Regions from separate parts of the Sus scrofa genome. Here all the other regions are linked to region 3. A link is a contact called in public HiChIP or PLAC-seq data. All regions are on one chromosome and are shown on one strand. The core of a region is the stretch at or near the end of the contact, and the rest is flanking DNA. Distances in the headings are between cores, read along the strand shown.

What was found. HiChIP or PLAC-seq counts read pairs in DNA pulled down with a chosen protein or histone mark.
Region 1: a contact with region 3 is called in an H3K27ac HiChIP or PLAC-seq map of alveolar macrophages. The contact joins the promoter of FLOT1 here to the enhancer-like site in region 3. A contact is called at or near these places in 3 of 5 promoter capture datasets (fetal liver and liver), 26 of 47 Hi-C or Micro-C datasets (adipocytes, alveolar macrophages, blood and 14 more) and 2 of 2 datasets of contacts at active chromatin or transcription factors (alveolar macrophages and skeletal muscle).
Region 2: a contact with region 3 is called in an H3K27ac HiChIP or PLAC-seq map of alveolar macrophages. The contact joins the promoter of TUBB here to the enhancer-like site in region 3. A contact is called at or near these places in 14 of 47 Hi-C or Micro-C datasets (adipocytes, alveolar macrophages, blood and 9 more) and 2 of 2 datasets of contacts at active chromatin or transcription factors (alveolar macrophages and skeletal muscle).

What each region holds. Positions count from the first base shown.
Region 1 is chr7:23,262,925-23,266,157 of Sscrofa11.1, reverse strand. FLOT1 (flotillin 1) reads left to right here and starts at 1,560. Exons shown (of 12, transcript NM_001128483.1): 1 at 1,560-1,602; 2 at 1,889-1,964; 3 at 2,051-2,141; 4 at 2,366-2,509; 5 at 2,863-2,982; 6 at 3,071-3,166. The coding sequence starts at 1,560. IER3 (radiation-inducible immediate-early gene IEX-1) reads left to right here. Exons shown (of 2, transcript XM_001927551.4): 2 at 1-598.
Region 2 is chr7:23,246,280-23,249,362 of Sscrofa11.1, reverse strand. TUBB (tubulin beta class I) reads right to left here and starts at 1,536. Exons shown (of 4, transcript NM_001044612.1): 1 at 1,280-1,536. The coding sequence starts at 1,336. It also overlaps a transcript of MDC1 not described here.
Region 3 is chr7:23,298,509-23,301,795 of Sscrofa11.1, reverse strand. No RefSeq gene overlaps it. Among named protein-coding and RNA genes, the nearest start is that of IER3, 33 kb to the right of the region's middle. Within about 2 kb of position 1,900, at least 51 of the 83 cell types and tissues checked have an H3K27ac peak or open chromatin away from gene starts, as enhancers often do. A contact at or near this core is called in alveolar macrophages, fetal liver, fetal skeletal muscle and 5 more, where this site is marked.

The DNA.
Region 1 (3,233 bases), core at 311-2,810, 35 kb after region 3:
CCCAAACTGGGACTCCTGAGGCAACTCACACTCAGAACACTACAGCGGAGACGCCCGCCCTGGGAGCCTGGGAGAGACAGGCACCGACACGCTGGGGCTGGGCCGGATGGGGAGGAAGACTGTTGTTAATTTATTTCTCATTGCTCCTAATAATATTTATATGTATTTATGTATGTCCCCCTAGGTGATGGAGGGGGGCACCTAATATTTATTTTAACTTATGCTGCGGAGCGAGATGTGCTCCCTGCTGCAAGTGCAGATCTCTGGGTATTTATTGAGTTCTGTGGGATTGGTGGAGGCAAGCACCAGAACTGAGGGAGGGTGGGAGAGGGATGGAGAAAACTCGGGTCCGGGCTGGGAATCGAAGACGGTGGTGGGTCCTAGGTTTAGCGGGTGACACTTTAGGTCCTCCAGCATCTGAACTCTCGGCTCTACTATGTGAGGCTTCGGGGGACCGTGGAAATATTGTCCTTGGCCTTCGATCTCCTTGAAGTTGCCCCCAAGGGGTGGCTGCGGGGGTGAGTGGGCTGTCAGAGGGCGGCTGTGGGGTCGCCCAGTATGTTCTGTGAACACAAATAAACTTGATTTACTGTCAACAGTCATGTGAGTGTCTCTGCAAGCGGTGATGCCCACTCCTCATAGACTTCAGGCTCCAGGGCCGGGCGGGAGGAGCCACGACCACATCCCCAGAGGGCTCTCCTCCCGGGGGCCCTGGGCTCCCGCCCCGAGACTCGAGGCTCGGAACCCAGCATCCGGTGACCGGATGCTGTCGTTCGTTGCCCAGTCTGCGGTATTCCCAGTTAGTTTCTGCGGGGCAAATCCGAGATGAGTCAATCTCTCACCCCGGGGTGCGGGACACACGAAGGTCACGTCCCGCGCGCTGGGGCGGAGCGTGGGGAGGGGCGTGAGGCGGGGCTCCCAGTCCCACTCGTGGCTCGCTCGGCCGCAGGGGTGGGCGGGGAACTTGCGAGCTGCGGGCCGGAGCAGGGCCTGCCGGGAAAGGGGCGGGCCGAGCGCCGGGGGCGGGTGGGGTGCTGCGGGGGGCGGGGTCGTGTCTGCCGCAGCAACAGGGTGTGGCCGGGTAGGGGGCGCGGGCGCCAAGCCAGATCCCGCTTCTTGAAAGGCCTTGCGCGAGCTTCCCCTGCTTCGCGCACGGGTCCCTTGCGCGCCCCCGCCCTGCCAGGGACCCCTGCCCGGCCGCCGCCTGCGTCCAGGAAGGTAGTTGGGGGAGGGGAGATGGAGTCGGGCTGCGGAGGAGCGGGGAGGGTGGTGCAAGGGTCTGGGGGCCTTTAGGGGCTGGGAGAAGGGAGAAACAGTCATTTCTGAAGGTGGGGCAGGGACAGCAAGGGGCAGGGAGCAGGCAGTCGCTGGGGATCTGCGAAATTGCACAGGGAAAAAGCCTTAGCGGATCCATGGGTGAGGAAGCGACTGGGCCGCTGCGGCCACAGACTGGGCGGGACTGCCAGGGAAAAGGAAGAGGTTTACTCCTGTGTACTCCACGGCGCCCCTTCCGATCTGCAAAGGCTTTCTATCCCCCTCCTCCAGCTCCACCTTGAGCCATGTTTTTCACCTGTGGCCCAAACGAGGCCATGGTGGTCTCTGGTAAGTATTGTTCTCATCTCATCTAGTGACCCGCACCCCCCTCCGTCCCTGCAGAGGCCCCTTCCTCCTCTCCCTACCAGCTCCCCAGCGCCAAGCCTTCCGCCCACACCACCCCTCACGGCTGCAAGCGATACCCTTCCAAGGCCCAGGCTCCCCGCCCCCTGCCCCGCCCGCTCCCGGATTTCCTCGTGGGGATGCCCCCCCGCCCTTGCCCAGTTCTCTCTTCCACGTTCCAGCTCTACTTTGGCCACCAGCCACCACAGCCCACTGCCTCTCGACCTTCCAGGTTTCTGCCGGAGCCCCCCAGTCATGGTGGCTGGAGGTCGTGTCTTTGTCCTGCCCTGCATCCAGCAAATCCAGAGGTAGGTGAGAGGAGAACTAAGGAAAGGGAACCCTTGTCTTCTCTCTTTCCTCCTTTTCACACTGTTCACTCCTTCTTTTTCCCTAGGATCTCTCTCAACACATTGACTCTCAATGTCAAGAGTGAAAAGGTTTACACTCGCCATGGGGTCCCCATCTCAGTCACTGGCATTGCCCAGGTGAGGCTTTCAGAGCCTTTCCCTCAAAGCCTACTCCCCTGTCACTTTCTCTATCCCCAGACGTTAAGATTCTTCTGACCGTGGCTTTCCCAACCTCTGCAGATGAGAAATGTCTCCACTTCTCCAGTGACTCCCAAGGCACCTGACTTCTCCCCACTTTTCTCCCAGCTTCCCCCTGGCTTCATGAGACCTTTAGGTTATCCCTAACCGTATTTTGGCTACAGGTGAAAATCCAGGGCCAGAACAAGGAGATGTTGGCGGCTGCCTGCCAGATGTTCCTGGGGAAGACGGAGGCTGAGATTGCCCACATCGCACTGGAGACGCTGGAGGGCCACCAGAGGGCTATCATGGCCCACATGACTGTGGAGGTGGGCCTGAGGGCCCGGAAAGATCTGTAAAGGATGCTGGGGTGGGAGTGGGGGGTTAAGGACTGAGCTAACCTGTAGGAGACAGTGGCCAGGGGATCCGAGCACTTACGTTCCTCCTTCCCTCTCTCGTGTCTTTTTTGTTTGTTTTTGCTTTTTAGGGCTTCGTAAGGAAGTTCCCGGGCTAGGGGTGGAATCAGAGCTACCACTGCCGGCCTACACCACAGCCACAGCAATGCTGGGTGCTTAACCCACTGAGTGAGGCCAGGGATCAAGGCCTAATTTTCATGGATACTAGTCGGTCTCATTACCCCTGAGCCACAACAGAACATCCACCTCTCTTCCTGTTATCCTAGGAAATCTATAAGGACAGGCAGAAATTCTCTGAGCAAGTTTTCAAAGTGGCCTCCTCAGACCTGGTCAACATGGGCATCAGCGTGGTCAGCTACACCCTGAAGGACATTCACGATGATCAGGTAAACCCAGGCAGTGGCTCCTCTCCACAGCCCTGCCCCCATCTCCTAAACCCTCCCAAGGACTCTGATTTCTCCATTGCTCCCACAGGACTATTTGCACTCCTTGGGGAAGGCCCGAACAGCTCAAGTCCAAAAAGATGCTCGGATTGGGGAAGCAGAGGCCAAGAGAGATGCTGGGATCCGGGTGAGAGAGACGGGGTCACTTGGTCACTACGGGCTTATTGAGTATCTGGTGGGAGAGGGGGCAGCAT
Region 2 (3,083 bases), core at 287-2,786, 52 kb after region 3:
GGTCCAGCATTCCTTCCGCCTGCCACACCCTTCCCCGAGACAGTGGCACCCCCGGGAAGGGTGCAGCTTTCACTGATTGTGAGATGTGTGGCTGGAAGGGCCCGGCGATCGCGGGCGCCAGGGTTAGTAGATGGAGGCAATCAACCAGCTCCGGAAAGCGCAACCTCTCCCCGCCCCTCACACTGGGCACAAAGAGCCCGGGGCGGGAGCCAATGCAGAAGGCGACCACCCCCGCCCTGCACGTGACGGCAGCGCACGCGCAGGTTAAGCCGCCGACAAAGGGAGGCGCAGCGCTTGGGCGGGGGCGAACCGCAAATCCTGAGCGCTAGGGGCGGGGCTTGGGCGGGACTAGTGCGCCCCCCGCCGGCCAGCCAGGCTGTATTGTCCCCGCGCGCTAGGGGCGCCCGGGTCCCGCCCTTCTGCTACAACGTTGCAGCCGCACTTCCTCCCCGCCCCTCCCCCGCTACACTGTAACCGCGCGCAAAGAGGAAAAAACCCCTCCCCCTCTTGGCCTCGGAATTTTATTTCTACCCTTTTTTTCTCCTTTGCTTTGAGGATTTTCTTTTGTCCTACTCTTTAGTTCTAAGGGACCCTTTAAAGAAAGGACACCGTCTTTCCCATTTTTCTGTTCACGCCCTAAAAGGGTCTCCGTTAGGGTAAATGAAAGGAACTAAAGTTAATCCAGCACGTATTAGCCTTCCAGCACGAAAAATTGAGCGATCACCCCTTGGGGATTGCAGGCGCGCGGAGACCCCTGAGCTTTTGCAAAGGATATCGAGTACTGCAGCCCACTCTGGTGCATCGCGTTCCCCCACCTCTGGATCCGACCTATCTGCGGCTGCCCGCCAGCCTCGCCCCTTCCCCCTTCAGCTTAGCCCTACAAAGCCCCGCCAAGGGGAATGCACATGGGGAAAACCTCGCCTCGCTTTGTCTCCGGCCGTTTCCGCATCTCCCTCGAGCTCCCCAAGTCCTCGGACCGTTAGGAGATCCCCTTTTAAGTAAAATTTTACAGAAGCTCGGTTTTCCCGCCTCCTAAACCTACAGGGTGCTTTTAACAGCTTCCCCAAAATGAACCCGCCGAGTAAAGAATTCCCCATTTTTCAAAAGCAGACCCTAACTACAAACGCGTATTTTATACATATAAAACTTTTGGGGGGCAAGGCTTGACTACGGATGGAGAATGCAAATGTTCCACAACCATTCTTTTTAATTTACCTGGGTTTTTTTTTCTTTCTCACTAAGAAATATAGTTTAAAGAGGTTAAACAAAAAAATCTTACCTTGGCACCGATCTGGTTGCCACACTGACCGGCCTGGATATGCACGATTTCCCTCATTGTTAAAATTTATTCTAATCTTTTTGCTCGCCTCAAGGTGTGTACGGGGCAAGAAAATGATAAGTAATTTTGTTTTTCTCTGCTCCCGGTCGCAGGCTGGAAGGATGGGACGGGCCCCGGAGGCTGGAGCAGCGAGGTCCGAACACGGCGGCAGGAAGGTTCTGAGAGGGAGAAAGGAGAGGGGAGGGCGCGGGAGGAAAGGCGGGCAGGGCGGGGCGCGCGTGCGCGGGGGCCGGGAGGCGGGAGAACTCGCCCCGCGCCACCGTGAGGAGACAAAGCCTCTTAGAGTCTGGTCCTGATTAGTTCGTGCCTGTCATGTATCAGACGTCCATTGGTCCCTGCTCAGGTGGACGAGCGCAGTCCTCCCTGGGAGTTGTAGTCCTCTATTGTTGTCCACGCTGCAATATGAAAGGACGAATGGGTGGGTACTGGGTTTGGGGGTTTGGTTTGGTTTGGTTTTTGTGAAAAGTAACCTTGCGCAAGGGTTTTTTCCCGCTATGCCTGACTTTTTTGGAACAAAAAGAGAGTAGTTTTCGGGGATACAGGAATTGGGAACCCTGGGGTGCCAGACATTGGGAGGTGGAGGGGCACGCCCTGAAAGCTCCACGCTGCAGTAGCTCTTGGGAACACTGGACTGCTTAGCTCAGCGAAAACTGGGGAGAAATGCGGCACCCTGCACTACTATCTAACAGCTGGTCCTTCGGTGACCTAAAGCATGAACTCCACTAAGCCGCTCCTTCTCCAGATACTTCAGGAAGAAGGAAGGGATTGTCCTCTTGCTATTTCCTTGGGAGTTTTTTAATGATGATATTGAAAGAGAAACAAAATTGTATCAAGGGCCTTGCGGGATAGAGGAGTAATTGTGTAGAGGATGTGTTCAAGAATAAGTTGGTTTAGAGAAACGGATATGCCAGAACTCTCCGTCCATGGTGGGGGGTGAGAGAGATCTGGGCCTTCGAGCAGCGTTTAACCCTTTGCCTTCTTGTGAAGCCGAAAACTGTGGGGTGAGATCCTTGATAGAATTTCATTGTCTTCCAGCCTACCTCCCTAGACACTTCGAAGTCGCTGTTTTTTTCACTTCATTGATTTCACTGACTGGGAGGCTGACCATTTGAAACCTTCCAGGATCTTCAGAATTGAAATAAAAGGAGCGGGGGGGCGGGGGTCATGGGGAAAAAAACTGGATGTGCTCAAGTCTGAGTGGTATTCTTCTCAGTGGTATTCTTCAATTCTTCACTTGATAGATACTAAGTGTCCACCAAATCAGGAACTAGGGATACAAAAATGATTAAAAATTAGCTCCTTGTCTTCCAGGATCTTGCAATTTGGTGAAAAGTGTATGAACAATAGAGTGCAGTAAGCACTGTAATAAAGGACTTGTGATATCAAGATCATCACTGTTAATTCACATTGGATTCAACACAAATTTCTCAGGCATCTTCTAAATAAAAGAACATCAAGTTGTGTAAGACCCCCTCCACTCACTTAAAATAGAATGTTTATGTTTTAGGGCAGCGAGAAAGTTAAGAATTTACAATTGGAAAACTTGTTTCAATTTGTCTCCACCTTTTAAATATTAGCTGTGGGAACCTAAACAAGTTATTTAACTTTGCACAGCTCCAGTTCTCTCTGAAAACCAAAAGCCTGTTTGACTGTTGTAGTCAGAATGAAGCGAGATAATGAATGCAAAAGGTCTTCCTAAGTTATTCATGTCACATTTACAATTCTTTTCTTAGTACGAAATTTA
Region 3 (3,287 bases), core at 651-3,150:
CAGGCTAGGGGTTGAATTGAAGCTGTAGCTGCCAGCCTACGCCAGAGCCACAGCAACGCGGATCCGAGCCTCATCTGCAACCTACACCACAGCTCACGGCAACGCTGGATCCTTAACCCACTGAGCCCCCAGGAGCTCCCATGTCTAGTTATTTTTATGAGAGTAAGTATGTGTGTTCCGTACTTATTTCCTTGCAAGCACAAATGATGAGGGATCTTCCTCTCTCTTTCTCTTCACGGGTTGCTCCCAGGGGGCTGGTCGAAATGTGCCACGACAGTGGGGGTGAGTCATCTTCCTTACAGGCAGGGAGCAAAGCTTCAGCCTGAGGGCTACTGAGAAAGTATCCCTTGGAGTTCCTGTCGTGACTCAGCAGAAACGAATCTGACTAGCATCCTTGAGGATGCAGGTTCAATCCCTGGCCTTGCCCAGTGGGTTAAGGATATGGCGTTGCCATAAGCTGTGGTGTAGGTCACAGACATGGCTTGGATATGGTGATGCTGTGGCTATGGTGAAGGCTAGTGGCTATAGCTCCATTCCGACCCCTATGCCTGGGAACCTGCAGTGTGGCCCTAAAAAGAGATTAAAAAAGAAAAAGTGTCCCTTGCAGGCTCTTACCCTCTCACGGCCACCTTTTCCTGGGCAGTTTCTTCCACTGCTCTCTCTTGATAAAGAAATTAGGATACATCACCTTCTCGGAAGGATGTTGGTCATCTAAGTACCACACAAGGAACTTTGTAACACTCACAGCTCTCCTAAGAGGTGTCCCCACAAGAATTAGGGAAGGTCAGTGGCTGTGGATGCTGATTGTGGCAGAATTAATTCTTCCTCTGCCTCCCTCAGCAGCTGAGTAGCCCTTACCAAATCCTTTCATTCTTATAGTCTTCAAACAGGGCTCTTATCAAACAAGTAAGGGGCCAATATCTGTCCCCGTGGATGCACTACAATCAAGGTGGCCCAGCACCTGCTAATAAAGCTGCAACGCCTTCTGCTGGTGAGTCAGGTAGGCCAGAGTGCAAGGGTGGCCCACTTATCTTCAGTGGCCGTTGCAGTTCCCCAAAATGGTAAAGCCTGTATTGTCTGTATTTTACCACAGTTTTAGTTTAAGAAGGCATAGTAATTGTTCTTACCTCATAGGGGCATTGCGTGGATTAAATAAGATGAATTTTGGCTGAAGGAATAGCTTAAATGACATATTTATGAACCAGGCCTAGAGAGTGGGGTTTGGGATGGGGAAGGAATGTTTAAAATTTCCACTTTATTTATCTGTTATTTAGATTTTTAAACTGGTGTGTTTTTATAGTTCGAAGAGTAAAGCAGTAAAGGGCTACTTATTCCCATGTTACTGATTTATTCAAGACTGAGTGTCCACAGAAAGGCACATGAGGACTGAGAACAGCATCCTATTCTTGGCTTATGTTTGACCTTCTGTGTTTGTGTCTTTCTGTGTAACTTTTTCCAGATTTCCTCAGCTTTGCTTACCTTTCTCCCCCACTACCCTGCAATTTACTTAAGTCTATTAGTCACAAAATCTTAACCGCCCAGTCAGATCCCTGGATCCTCCCCATCTTGCCCCAAGAAAGACCCCAGGCTCCACACAGAGGGGACATCTGCTCACTCCTCACCAGTGTCCTCTGAACTCCTCTTCCCCATTTTTACCTCCTTCCCTTTAGCAAAACCCTCCCTGAGATCTGAGTTTCAGTCTTTCACTTTGCAGACTGAGAGATCTGTCCTTCCAGGGAGGCCAGAGCGGGCTCAGAGCCTGGCCGGAAGTCTGTTTCCTGGGTGGGAGAGCATTGGCTGAAATCCAGACGGCTGACGTCGCCTGGTGCAGATGGCGGAAGCCATTGCCCAATCAGAGGAAATCAATGCCAGCAACACATTTCTCTGTGACTCGCTTCCTCAGTTCAGAAAAGCATTTTCCTCGACAGGAGGCAGCTGAGTAGGAGTGGAAAATGCCCTGACCTTTGAACCACGTGGCGTGTGGACTGCGAAGCTGGCAGGGGCATCGACTGACAAATGAATGTGAGACCTGATACTGGACTCGAGGTCAAAAAAGGCAAGTCTGGGTCTCTGCCACCTAAATTCTAACCTTTGGCAAATCATTTCAGTCGGTGTTCTTAGCAATGAGTAATATACCTACCTCACAGAAGCTACTGTTGCATGGCTGAAATGAGGTCATCTGTGTAAAAGATTTCATAAACTTGCAGCAGGTTGCCAGTGCAACATTCTGCCTCTGTGAGAACCTTCCGGAGGGTGGACCCTGAAGAGACAAGATGGAGAGTGGTCACGGTTGATCCTGGAGCTCAGCAGCTTGTCCTGGAATGTGTAGCTGGAACACATAATTTAACCTCTCTGTGCCTGGTTACCTCCCCGTGGTCACAATGCGGGATGGTAAGAACCCCTGGGAGTTCCTGTGCCACTGAGCGGTAATGAACCTGACTGGTTAGTATCCATGAGGATGTGGGTTCGATCCCTGGGCCTGCTAAGTGGGTTAAGGATCTGGCATTGCCGGTGAGCTGTGGTGTAGGTCAAAGACATGGCTTAGATGGATCCCACATTGCCCTGGTTGTGGTGTAGGCTGGCAGCTGCAGCTCCAATTAGAACCGTAGCCTGGGAACTTCCATATGCTGTGGGTGTGGCCCTAAAAAGAAAAAGAAGAATGCTACCCTCTTCACAGGGCTGTCAGGAAGATAAGTGATTATACCACATGCAGCGCATAAAACACAGCCGGGCTCGTGGCGGCACTCACTAAGACTTGGCTAGGAAGATTGTTCTTAAGGCCGTCTTGTGTACCTGCAGGCCCTGGGCTGGGGTGGCGGGGGGGTGGGGGTGGGGGTGGAATTCAGCCCAATCCCAAGAGAAAGGGGATTCTACCCCCTATCCACAGTCCACACAGCAGGCAGTTATTTAGCTAAAATCTGACCGTGTCACTTCTTTGCTTAACCACCCAAATCTCCCAGCCACCTCCACCCTGAGTGAAAGACATCGAGCCCCTGTGATAGGCCCTTGGGTCCCTCTCCAGACTGTCTTGATGCAAGCAGCTTCGCATCAAGGCTTCAGCAACACCAAACTGCCTGTCGCTTGTCACCTCAACCAGCTGGCTCCTGTTGCCCAGCATGCCCTCAGCAACCCTGCCTTTGCTAACTCCTAGTTACCCTTCAAACCCTCATACCCATGTCTCTCAGAAAGCCCTTTCTGACTCTCCTGAGCAGGGCCTGGTTCCCCTTCTCCTATATTCCTAGTGGACCCCTCCGTCATTGCACAGGCCAGATTGTATCCTAACTGCT